Linked DNA regions of Mus musculus: region 2 is linked to region 1. Evidence: chromatin contacts called from public HiChIP or PLAC-seq data. All regions are on one chromosome and are shown on one strand. Each heading gives the region's core, a stretch centred on a gene start, on an enhancer-like site or on the middle of the called end of the contact. The rest is flanking DNA. Distances are from core to core; before and after follow the strand shown.

The links. HiChIP or PLAC-seq counts read pairs in DNA pulled down with a chosen protein or histone mark.
Region 2: an H3K4me3 HiChIP or PLAC-seq map of craniofacial prominence shows a contact between it and region 1, with 6 times the contacts expected there. The contact joins the enhancer-like site here to the promoter of Sostdc1 in region 1. A contact is called at or near these places in 17 of 39 promoter capture datasets (the 3T3-L1 cell line, 3T3-L1-derived adipocytes, the C10 cell line and 11 more), 1 of 15 datasets of contacts at CTCF or cohesin (pro-B cells), 6 of 484 Hi-C or Micro-C datasets (the G1E-ER4 cell line, cortical neurons, cranial neural crest and 3 more), 5 of 115 datasets of contacts at active chromatin or transcription factors (VIP interneurons, astrocytes, craniofacial prominence and 2 more) and 3 of 9 other capture datasets (adipose tissue, embryonic stem cells and liver).

Annotation. Positions count from the first base shown.
Region 1 is chr12:36,312,823-36,315,522 of GRCm38.p6, forward strand. It overlaps Sostdc1 (sclerostin domain containing 1), which reads left to right and starts at 1,347. Exons shown (of 2, transcript NM_025312.3): 1 at 1,347-1,676. The coding sequence starts at 1,472.
Region 2 is chr12:36,665,464-36,668,252 of GRCm38.p6, forward strand. All of the region lies in intron 9 of Crppa (CDP-L-ribitol pyrophosphorylase A), which reads left to right. Among named protein-coding and RNA genes, the nearest start is that of Mir5099, 150 kb to the right of the region's middle. Within about 2 kb of position 1,523, at least 8 of the 459 cell types and tissues checked have an H3K27ac peak or open chromatin away from gene starts, as enhancers often do. A contact at or near this core is called in craniofacial prominence and second pharyngeal arch cranial neural crest, where this site is marked.

The DNA of each region.
Region 1 (2,700 bases), core at 97-2,596:
GATATGTACAGTTAAGGAAGAAGGAAGGAGAGGTGGTGGTGGATAGCAGTTATAATGGACAAGAACTTATAAAGGAGAGAGATACAAAATACTAAGACATTTTTCTAACAGCCACACTGACCATTAAAATTGGATTTATCATTGAACAGGCAATTTGAAAGTTGTCCCAGTCAAGATGCTTAATAGATCCGATGAAACCTGCTTTTCTTTTAAAATCATTTCTTTATCTTAGGCTTCTATACTCATGCCACAGCACACATGTGAGGGCTAGAGGACAAAGTCCCAGAGGCCACTCTCCTTCTGTTATGTGGGTTCCGATGCTGAACTCAGGATTGCCAAGCTTGGCTGCAGGTGCCCTTCCATGCTGACTCATACTGCTAGACCCTTTGTTTTCAGAGTTAAAGAACCCATGGAGTAGCTCTGTCAGATGGAAATAAAGCAGCCCAGACGGTGACAGCACTTACTTAGGCAGCAGACTCAAAGGAAGTTACCAAAACCAATGTTTGACAAATACAAATATAACTCAGGACCTGCAGTATATGAACAATCTAGAAATATTTTGAATTGGTAAAGGGTAATAAATAGAAAATGGTTTTCTTTTGGGCAAGAGACATGCAGAATGCTAAACCTTGCTGACATATTTTAAGATGAAAACTGATATGAGTTAATTTAATTCAGACAGAGTTCTGCTCATTACACCCCCCAACCCCCCAACACACACACTCAGGACCGCTGGCAGTACCAGGACCGCTGGCAGTAATTTACCTAGCAGGACAGTTGCTCCTGCAGATCAAAGCAGCATTACTTAAGTGTGTCCAGAGGGCAGGTTTTAGCTCTGTGTCTTCCTCTTTATGAGAAAAGAGAGGGGAAAAAGGTTTTCTTCTTAAGAGACAAAACATATTTAACTAAATAGATCTTTTACTCAAGTCTGACACTACTCAAAAACTCATATGGCTTCTTCTAACTTTTGGGGAAGAAGCCCCTTCAGGCCCCAAATTTTCTTTAATCTGAGGGGAATAGAGAACAAAAGTGTGAAAAATAAAATAAACTCTGTCTCTTTATGTGAACAGCAACCTACTTTTCCTTCCATTAAACTTGACCATGAACCTAGGCTCCGGAGAGGACCTGGCTGAGGAGCAAGTGGTAGCAGTTGTGACAGGGCTGTGCCTTGCCTGCTTCAGCTCGTAGACCAGTAAAGCCCAACTCTGAAATCGCAGGCAATTTGTGTAGCAAGCCCCTCCTCTTCTGCAGCCCGTCTTCTCCATTGGTAAAATTCTTTTGCAGGGTCAAGTAGGGATCCCACCCCTTCTCTGTGTTTTCACTCCGAAGCCCTACACAACTTTACACCTGAATGAACGCCAAGCCTCTGGCTATATAAAGGGAACCTTGGGAAGGGATTCCACAGTCCACAGTGCAGAAGCAAGGGGGAAAGAATTAGCGGCTCCTCAGCCCAGCAAATCCTCCACTCATCATGCTTCCTCCTGCCATTCATCTCTCTCTCATTCCCCTGCTCTGCATCCTGATGAGAAACTGTTTGGCTTTTAAAAATGATGCCACAGAAATCCTTTATTCACATGTGGTTAAACCTGTCCCGGCACACCCCAGCAGCAACAGCACCCTGAATCAAGCCAGGAATGGAGGCAGGCATTTCAGTAGCACTGGACTGGATCGAAACAGTAAGTGTGTTTTACTTGTACAGATTTTTTTTTTCCTTTTGGGGAGCATCAGCTCCCACTCCTGTAGAATGCTTTTGCTGTAAACTAACGTGAACCATCTACGCTTTTGCAAAAACAATCTGGGAGCAATCTGGTGCATGTGTAGGCTGGCGTTCTTTCCTGGGTAGTGATTTTAGAGTTAATACAAATTAAGCCGGTGGCTTGATAATGCAAGCAGAGACATGGTTTATCCAGTGCCCACAGAAAAATGCATCGAGGTATTGAACTGCTGCTTTTTAAAAACTCTGCAAAAGGGAGACTTCTTTAAAGTGTGGTTCTGTGTGCAGTTTAAGTTCATGGCGTCTTACACTTTGCTAATTTCAGATCGTGCAGGAATCTGGTGAAGTGTCTAAAGGTAACTAACCGGAACTATGTATAGGGAATCACAATGGATGAAAGGAAGCTTTCAGGAAATATGGAATTGCTCACACAGATGTCTAAAATATGTCTAGTTTGGAGAGGTGTAAAGACTTGATGTCCACTGTTAAACGGGTCTATACTACAAAACGTTGGAGCATCATGGTTTTCCAAATTGTTCTTTATTCAACAGGTCAAATTGAGACAATTGTATGTTTCTGTGAAAGACTGGGTATATATTTGTAACAGGAGATTTTACATAATAGGATGCTAATGTTTGGCACAGGGAGTATTTCTTTACCCTTTTCTGTTTGCTTAATTGACATACACGTCAAGTGACTACTAGTTAGAGGGGTTCAAATTTCTTCCTCTAACTTTTGCTCTATTCTCTTCCTTTAAAAGATTTCTGTTAGTAAGGAATGTGAAGAAAGGCAGAGAAACAGTGTACAGGAAACCTTACACAAATCTCTGCCCCTCCACCTTAAACTCCATCCAACTGTGTAAAAGCGTTTTGACCTTTGAAAAGTCATACCGTATATGACTGGTCATATCCCACTAAGAAAACTGAAGTGTTTTCCTTGCATGTAGTTAATTTCAGAGCATAGGAAGTGTCTGTCTGAGCAGTACC
Region 2 (2,789 bases), core at 273-2,772, 350 kb after region 1:
AAATCATTTCCTTTGCAGCAAAAGAGAGGTGACTGGAGATCGTGATGTTAAGTGACATAGCAAATTCTAAATGAGAAGAATCACATTTTCATTCATGTGTGGAATTTAGAGACAGGAGAGACGGAAGAAACAGGGAGACAGCTATAGAGCAGAAAGAAGGCTAGGGAGGAAAGACTGTAAGAGATGGTAATGGGAGGAAAGACTAAAAGATGGTAATGGGAGGAAAGACTGTAAGAGATGGTAATGGGAGGAAAGACTGTAAGAGATGGTAATGGGAGGAAAGACTGTAAGAGATGGTAATGGGAGGAAAGACTGTAAGAGATGGTAATGGGAGGAAAGACTGTAAGAGATGGTAATGGGAGGAAAGACTGTAAGAGATGGTAATGGGAGGAAAGACTGTAAGAGATGGTAATGGGAGGAAAGACTGTAAGAGATGGTAATGGGAGGAAAGACTGTAAGAGATGGTAATGGGAGGAAAGACTGTAAGAGATGGTAATGGGAGGAAAGACTGTAAGAGATGGTAATGGTATGGGAGGAAAGATAGTAATGGGGGTGACCGTGATCAGAGGACAGCAGGTGAAGCCGTGAATAGTTCACAATGAAACTAGTTATTTTTATTTTGTGTGATTAACATACACTAACTTTAAATAAATGAGGCAAACTACAGATCTCGTACTTGCTCTGAATAGTCTGTTTCTTACCTGTGATATTTTTTTACTCACTGACTATCCAAACGATACCAACCTGAACAGGGCACATCCTGGTGCAAACTGTCTTTGCATTGTTTTAAGTCCTGGAAATAAACTGTTCATCTTGTTACAAGAATATACTTCTACAAGACTGTTGTGGGTAATTATAGAAATTATGCCTCTGACCTTGGAATGGCAGCTGTTTTCCTTATATCCCTATAATGATTACTATCTGTTTTTGCTTTCATAGCTGACTGTTCAGTATGTGGTAGTCTCTCCCATTCTTTTCACCGGAAATGTGTATAATCAAGATGGACACTTTCTTTCTTGTAATTATTATTGCTCTGCTAGATTTTAATTATTTATAGCTGCCAGGCATTTATTGTTTTTTTTAAAGGCCTTCCAATCCCAATCAAAATGAATAAACAATTAAAAGGAAGAAAGATTTTGCAGCCTGTCTTTTCCTTTTGATTGTGTGTGTTCTATATAACACTTAAATTATTCTTTATGAAATTAGTATATCCAGGAAACTGGAGAATTATGCTTTCGGCTGAGAGAATGGAAAACATGTTAACATTTCCTTTGTTGGGTTTCCAGGATGCCACAAGAGAATCCTAATGTGCTGCTCTCTGTGTTCTGCCCAGATCTTTTTCAGCTTATTCTAATGCCGGAGCAACAATTAAATGTTGCTTAGTCTTTCCTGTGTCCTACACCTCACTGCAAACATGTCGGCAGAGAAAGCAGACGTTTGTTATTTCTCAATATAAAACAGACCCTGCCAGGGAGCCTGCCAAACCCCATCAACCGTGACAGTCAAATCAATGCGTGTTTGGTTTAAATTTTTATTTTTGCCTTTGCTCTGCTTGCTGGGCTCTGGTATCTGTTGTCCCGTATGGCTTATCACCTTGTGCCTGACAGTTTCTGACATTGACAAGGCTTCCTGCCTACCTTTGTAATGTATATGCATGCCCATATGACTATAACAGAAAATGACATTTTGACTCAGTAAATATTTGCTTTCAGTCCACTACATCTGTTTTACAGGCTCCTTTTTCCTTTTATTCCCTTATCATTTGGGAAACCATATGTACTTCTAGCTTTTGTCTAGAAGTTACAAATCCTTGACTTGTGAGTGTTTCACCTCTCCTCTTAGGGATTTATTATGGACCCTGGGGATTTAGTTCTCTCATTAGTTTGTATCAATGCCATAACACAGAACTGAGCTTGGTCAATTGTGGAGAATGGTTATGGAGCTGTGAATATGTGTTATACCACATAGGAAATTTTCTGGTGCTGATTCTTAAAATGAACAGTTATATTTGATATTATTTTAAAGACTCTGTCCTGCAGGTGTGCACATCCATGCACGTGCGCGCACACGCGTGTGCACACACACACACACACACACACACACACATTATGGACCTACCCAGGTTCACACCTATAAACCTAGGACACAGCAGGAAGTTTGGCTTCAAGTACGACATGGGTAAGAGCAATACTTATTGGGGAAGGGCAGGGAAGTCATCTAGAAGCATGCTTTCAGTGCTAGGACTGACTCTCGCACTGCTATTGAATACTGATGTTCTGTAGTTTTGGCTTCTTGGTTGGAATCTCTAATTTTCAGTGATTAATAATAAAGCTTTAGAAAAGCTATTTTCCTTTCCTTGGAATAAGTGTCTGAATACTGGAATTTTCCTCATGCGGTTTGTTATACTCTGATACCCTCTTCCCAGGGTTTTGAGTTATATAATCATGTTTAACTGTTAGTATTTCATCTTTTATAGACACATTTGATTTTATATTAATTTAAAACTAGTAATGATCTAAAATAGATCACCTTGTGTGTGAAAACTGACTCAGTATAACTTTAAATTTCCTTCTCAGCATACCAAGGGTTTAATGTACATTGAAAAGCCCTATCTTTGTAGAGGTATTATTTGCATTGCTTTGCTTTCTATCCCTTTAAACGGTCCACCTTTATCTCTATAAATAGAGTTGCTTCTCTTTAATGCTAAAGAAAATGATGCCCACTGAAGAAGTTAAGGAAACTTTATCCCATGAACCACTGCAGGAGTAGGCCTCCACCGCCTGAGCCTA